Regions from separate parts of the Pan troglodytes genome. Here region 1 is linked to region 2. Evidence: chromatin contacts called from public HiChIP or PLAC-seq data. All regions are on one chromosome and are shown on one strand. Each heading gives the region's core, a stretch centred on a gene start, on an enhancer-like site or on the middle of the called end of the contact. The rest is flanking DNA. Distances are from core to core; before and after follow the strand shown. Region 1 holds the start of ALG6 (ALG6 alpha-1,3-glucosyltransferase). Region 2 holds the start of ITGB3BP (integrin subunit beta 3 binding protein).

Region 1 (3,169 bases), core at 8-2,507, 160 kb before region 2:
AGTCCTTTCCAGCTTCATCACCCACCACCTAAACTAGAGGAAATGTTCTACACTTTTCAGCTGCCACAATATTTGGCTTGAACCATTTCCTTTGTCTAGATTCTTACTCTCATTCTCTGGGCTTATCCAGCCAGGCTTTCCTTCAAAGCTCAGCTGACTCCTCCAGGAAAAGCATTTCCTGATGGTTTGCAGTTTACAGTGAACCCTCTTCTCCTAACTCCTACAGTGCTTAGTGCATATGTAAGTAATGTAACATTTAGTATGTGTTTCCTTCTATAGCTTTTTATCCTTTTAGGCATAAAAATGTCTTTCCAATGAGAATTAAATGCCTTGAGGGCAGGGACCTGCCATATTTCTCCATATTCCCAGTGCTGATGGTCTTTTAGATATAATCATATTTTAGACCTGGAAGTTCACCTAGCCCTACTGATTCCTTTCACAGTTGAAGAAACTGAGGCCCAGAGAGAAGTTATTCAGACTCAGTAGAAAGCCATAGTCCTAGCCAAATATTTGCTAACACTTACAAATTATAGGGGTTGGCTTACGTAGAATGGCAAGATTCAGAAGTGGGGAATGAGGGCACTCTCTGAACAAAGGAAGGCAAGTAAAAATCATCACAGCCGTCCATGCGTGATTGGACAGAAGCCTAGACTGAGATGGAAATAGTGGAACTGGAAAGGAAGGGATCAATGCAAAAGGAAAAGTGTGCAGGTCTTACTAACTTACTAGATAGGTATTTTTGGCAAGTTTGGGACCAGGTGATTCAAGCTGCCCGCTGGGGCACGTGTAGTGGCTACTCGAGGGCAGGGCTGTCCTTTTGCACAACGCACAGGCTCTCACAAATGGTTGGATGTTCAATGTTTCTTACTTTAGGGGGCTGCCCAGTCTTCTTCTTCGCAGGCATGTGGCTGGAAGAAAGTGAAGCAGGTTGGCTTTCTGGCTCCTCGAGGGCACAGGCCCAGAGGAAGCCCTACTGCCCGGTGGTGAGGACCGGCCAAGGCTCTCTGCTCAGTGCAGCAAGCCAGGGCCCGCCCCTGACAGGAATCCGTTGGCTAAGCAGCCGCTCCGGCCTTGGCCACGATCCCAGGAAAGAAGAGCAAGGGGCTTTCCATCTGCCCCTAGCCTAACCCGGGGCTGGGAACCTCTCGGGTTCCATCGGCTCTTGCCCCGCCTCCTAAGCCGGCCGCCTCCTGTCCAGGCCAGGTTGCCCGCCCCTCCCCTCACGCTCGACGGGCTCGCTCCCGCACCGGGCGCGCGGGTGGTGCGCGGGCACACGGAGGCGGAAGGCCAGAGGGGCAGTCCGCCGCGGGGGCGAGCGCGCATGCGCCTTCCTGGGACCCACGGCAGGCGCGAATCCCAGCGGCCGGCGGGCGGCGGGGTAAGAGCATGGGATCCCGGGGGTTCCGGACCCCAGGCCAGTGTGGGGAGGTGCCGGGGGCTTGGACGCGCCACGAGGCGGCGCAGAGCTGGCGACCCGTCTCCCAGCTCCGCTCCACTCCCAGGGACGCGACACGAGGCCTCCCCAGCCCTTCCTGCAGGGTCGCTTGTGGGTCGGGTGAGGGGACGCGGTGATAGTGGTGGCACTTGCAGGCTGGGGCGGTCCTGGCACCCTTGTCCTTGCGGTTCTGAGGGCCTGGCCCTCAAGAGGAGGGGCGGAGAAACGCGAGAAGAGATCCCTTTCGCCCCATATACACGCCCGGGATAGCTGCACTCCCCGGTGTTGTGTCCACTGCGGTGGAAGGACCTTTCAGACTAAAAGGAGCAAAGTCGGCTCTGGGATGGGGACGGCGGGCTTGGCATTTGTCGAGATGCACCGTCAGGGCAAAGGAGGACGAAAAGCGCATCTACTGCCTGCCTAGCAACTTCGTGGCCAGTGGATGGGTTAGAAAATTACTGTTTTCTGATTTACAGGTGGAAAAAGTCGCAAATAACCCTTTTTCTGGTTTAAGCAGAAGAGAGTCGTTAAAAGCCTCGCATAATATCTTTAACCACACAGGGCTCAGTAAAATTAGGGTACCTCCCCGCTTCGTACACACAGACGCACACAGCTCCATTCAGCAAATACTTCTTGGGTACCTGCCTTCTGCTAACACTGTTCTACAAGTGGGGAACAGAGAGCAACGACTAAGACAGGAGGATCCCTGCTCACAGGGAGCCTTTAGTCAACACATCCAAGTAATTTCCTTTTACACTTTTTTTTTTTTAATTGAGACAGAGTCTTGCTCTGTCGCCCAGGCTGGAGTGCAGTGGCACGATCTCGGCTCACTGCAACCTCTGCCTCCCGGGTTCGAGCGATTTTCCTGCCTCAGCCTCACGAGTAGCTGGGATTACAGGAACGCACCACCACGCCCAGCTAATTTTTGTATTTTTAGTAGAGATGGGGTTTCACCATGTTGACCAGGCTGGTCTCGAACTCCTGACCTCAGGTGATCCACCTGCCTCGGCCTCCCAAAGTGCTGGGATTACAGGGGTGAACCACTGCGCCCAGCCCCTTTTATGCTTTTTAAATTGGAATATACCATATAGAAAAATACTGTACGCAAATTATAAGTTGTAACTTGTTAATTTATCCTAAAGTCAACACATTTCCTAACCACTACTCAAATCAAGAAGCAAGATTCACAGCATTTCAGAACACCTCTGGGCACCCCTCCCAACCACCATCCCTTCTTTCCTCCCCAAAGGTAACCTCTTTCCTGATTTTTAACACCATAGATTAGTTTTGCCTATTTATGAACCTTTCATGGAACCATATGATATGTATTCTTTGGTGTCCAGCATTTATACTGAAAATTATGTGTGTGAGATTGCACCATGTCATGTGAAAATACAAATCCTGTTAGTGAAAAGAATTAGGAAGCAAATTGAAGGTAATGATACAAACAGTAAGGGGAGGAAGCTTTAGTAGGATAGTCAGGGATGATCTTTCTGAGGGGATGATTTGAGATTTGGCATCAATGACAAAAGATTAGCCATTCCAATCAGTTCTGGAGTTATCCCGTGATGTTTTTATTTTAAATAAGAAAATAATTAGGGCCGGGTGCAGTGGCTCACGCCTGTGATCCCAGCACTTTGGGAGACCAAGGCGGGTGGATCACCTGAGGTCAGGAGTTCAAGATCAGCCTGGCCAATCTGGTGAAACCCGTCTCTACTAACAATACAAAAATTA
Region 2 (3,563 bases), core at 930-3,429:
TAGTCTTCCAAATACATACCAAATAGTCACCATTTCAACATCACTTAAAAATGAATCCACCTTCATATGTAACTTGCCAAGATAACTATTTGCACCACTCATTTATGACCTCACCAGTAACCACATTAAAAAAAAAAAACACTTAATTTACTAACAATGATGGAGATTCTCTACTAACATGCCATTATGTTTTATGCATTACTTAACTGTTGATTTAGTCTTAAATCACTTTGCTAAAACTTAGAAAATTAGCAAAGTAATTGCTAGTTTCACATATATATTAGCTATATATGTGAGATGTTAACCTCAACTTTAAGGTTGTGTATTTATTACCAGAATATACTTATCTAAAAGCCTAATATAACATCTTGTGTGCGTATGTTAGGAAGACAGTTGTCAAAAAGGTCCACTTTTAGGCCTGACACAGTGGCTAACTCCTATAGTCCCAGCACATTGGGAGGCTGAGGTGGAAGGATCACTTAAGCCCAGGACTTCAAGACCAGGCTGGGCAACACAGGGAGACACTGTCTTTACAAAATAAAAAAATTAGGCATGGTGGCGTGTGGGAGCCCAGGAGGTAGAGGCTGCAGTGAGCTGTGATCACAGCACTGCACTCCAGCCTGGGCAACAGAGCCAGACTCTGCCTCAAAAAAAGAAAAAAAAAGTTCCACTTTTCATAGTTTTTTGGTTCCCCACTCCTATACACAGATACACACAGTTCAGGAGGTATTACCACTTGTTTGGCAAATACACCTCTGTTTTCACTGTATTCTTAGGGATTCTGTGTGTGTGATTGTGTGACATTATCTTTGCAGCTTTGTTTATTTGAGAACTGGATGATTTTTCTAATGCAAGAGTAGGGAGACAAATCTCTTTGCTTAATTCTGGGGAAAGGAAAACCTCCTCAATAATCCATAACTTTTAAGGGCATCAGTAAAACATGCATTTATTGGCAGCTGTGTTGAACACCCTATTAGGTGATGGGTTTCTTTATCTGTAAAGATAATAGCAGCCCCCATCCCCTAAAGTATTTTAGGATTCAATGAAAAAACGTAGATAAATTGATTAACACAGCACCCACATTGTAATTCAAGATTCAATAAATATAGGTTATCATTTCTGTACAGCTTTCCCCTTTCATGTCAATTCCTATTTGATACAAAAATTTCCCCAGCTGTGTTACTTTGCATTTTACTTAATCCTGAAATAAACTAAGGAACAGGTTACACTAGAGGGGGTACCTAAATCAACCTGAGGACAAGGACGGCCAAGGAGAAATTACAGGTGTTTGATATCCACCCCACTCCCCCAACCTTTAATGGCTTTTTTAAGTTTCTATAGGGTAGCAACTATTTTATGCATCTCAATATAGGATGGATGAAGGATATGAAAAACAGATGAATATTATCTAGCACAATGCCTATTCCCACTATGGTCATTCTCAATAATCAGATTATTGGTCATAGATGGGAATTTAGAGATCATGCAGTACAAACTTATTTGTGTAAGTAAAAAAAACGAAGCTCAGGGTCGATAAGTGACTTGCCCAACAGTGAAAGAGTCTTATCTGGTATCCAGGTATCTAGACCCACTCAGTCCATGAGTTCTCCCACGGGTTTACACGAACGCGCCACATTAATGAAGGCAAGGGACTGACAAACTACGAAGGCGTGTTTTTATCTACTCTGTCCCATCCTGTGTGTCAACCTTATTTATGTTATTTCAAGTTAGACATCACCTAAATACAGCCCACAGTTTACGAAATCTGTCAAAAGCATCGTAGAAACAGAAAGCGAAGGAGGACTATCGTATGAGTACCTCTGGAGGAGACGTAGAGTTGAGGGTACCAAGCGAAGAGAACTGTCTGTGGACAGAGGAGACAAGCTCATACTCCGAAAAAATAGGAAAACGAGAAAGGCTATTGGGCCACATAATGTCTTCTCTTCTTGCAGAGGGCCCCCAAAACAGCAATACCTGGGGAGGAGATACCTACGGCATTCTGAGATTCGGGAAAGCACCACTGCCGCTGAATAAAATGAACCCAGCAACTTCCGAAAACAGAAAATCCGCCAAAGGAAACGCCAAGGCATGAAAAGCGCGCGCTGGACGTTGCGTCAAGCCCACCGCGGCCGGGCGGAAACATCCTCCCCGCGACGAAAGATCCGGGTGTGCGCGAGCAAAGGAGCGGGCGGGGAGTCTAGGCCCAGGACAGCACCTATTTCCTGCTGGTGTAACAGAGCACCTTCTCTCACTACTCTGGCCATACCACCCCCGCGATAGAGGAGCAACACAGCTGTCTCTGTGCGCTCTGGATCAGCGCTTCCTAGATTTCTAGCCGGATCGTTTGGAGAAGGGCTCTGCATCTTATTTCCGGTGGCGGTGAGGTGCAGTTGCCATGGTGATTAGAGAAAGGCCGAGATCTGCCCAGCTGCGGTGAGAGGAACGCTGAATCGCCGAAGAGAATTGGCTGCGCTTCCTTGTTTGTGAGCTAGAATTAGGTAGCAAACAGCTCGCTGTCTCTGTCTCTTCGCTCCCTCTGTCCCTCTCTGTGCAGCTGCTTCTCCTTCCTCTGCTTTGTCTACTTCTCTGTCATAAACATTTGGTCCATGTATGTACCTAAAATGTACATGTAAATGCGGTTTTATTTCCAGAGGAATACAAAAATAGAGAGATGGTGCCCGAGATTACCTGTGACGGTATTTCACTGTGTAGGGACGGTGACTGGATGGCTTTCTGTTTTCACTTGGCCCTGTAGAAGCCTTAGGCGCTTGTTAACAGTTTATTTTTCTTGCTATTGTGTGGCTGGTTATTTATGGAGCCGTTTGCTGCAATGTACTCTCTAGGCCCCTGTCTCAGTCTCGGGCCGGAGTTTTAAGGAAGGGAGGTTTCCAAGCCTGCGGGGGGTGCAATTATATGTTTATTTAAGCTTTAGTTTGGTTTCTCGTCACAGAAAGGAAAAGAATAAAATTCTGGCACATTTCTGCCTTGGGATTTCCATGTGAGGGAGTTGCCTTGTTTGGAAAGAATATTTGAGGACGATCCTAAAATATACTTATATTTTAAAATTGCTTATTGCAAAGTGAAATTCATTCTCCCTTACTTCTTGAAACAGTTTTCTTTCACATTTGTGAGGAGATGCATGCACACATATGTGTTTAGAACTCTGATGCTTAATTATAGTATTACCAATTTGCAGTAACCAGACTGTGACACCACATCCCTGTGGGGTCCTTCTAAATCTGGTGTAATATGAAAGTGTCAGGCAGGCGGCCTGCGTATTATAAATAGGGTACTTCATCCATGATAAGCAATTATTATCTTTCTTTCCCAAGTGTAAATGATCTATATAATTCGAAAAGGTGCAAGTGATTTAGGCCTCCTGAGTAGGAATGCAATGAGTCCTGAAGGGGACCCTACCTGTGTCATCTTATTATTGAACTTGAAATATTCAATTTATTAGGTTGGAGATCTATTTTTAGAAGTCAAAGCTGGGTAGAGTAATATTGGAAGCTGTTAGACCACCAGTAGAATCTAATACCCCATAGTAACCATTGTTCAGTACT

The links. HiChIP or PLAC-seq counts read pairs in DNA pulled down with a chosen protein or histone mark.
Region 1: a contact with region 2 is called in an H3K4me3 HiChIP or PLAC-seq map of stem cell-derived excitatory neurons, with 2.2 times the contacts expected there. The contact joins the promoter of ALG6 here to the promoter of ITGB3BP in region 2. A contact is called at or near these places in 1 of 7 Hi-C or Micro-C datasets (stem cell-derived neural progenitor cells) and 1 of 1 datasets of contacts at active chromatin or transcription factors (stem cell-derived excitatory neurons).

What each region holds. Positions count from the first base shown.
Region 1 is chr1:167,620,662-167,623,830 of NHGRI_mPanTro3-v2.0_pri, reverse strand. It overlaps ALG6 (ALG6 alpha-1,3-glucosyltransferase), which reads left to right and starts at 1,257. Exons shown (of 15, transcript XM_016919768.3): 1 at 1,257-1,378.
Region 2 is chr1:167,465,983-167,469,545 of NHGRI_mPanTro3-v2.0_pri, reverse strand. It overlaps ITGB3BP (integrin subunit beta 3 binding protein), which reads right to left and starts at 2,179. Exons shown (of 10, transcript XM_063801208.1): 1 at 1,819-2,179. The coding sequence starts at 2,090. It overlaps EFCAB7 (EF-hand calcium binding domain 7), which reads left to right and starts at 2,183. Exons shown (of 14, transcript XM_063801147.1): 1 at 2,183-2,498.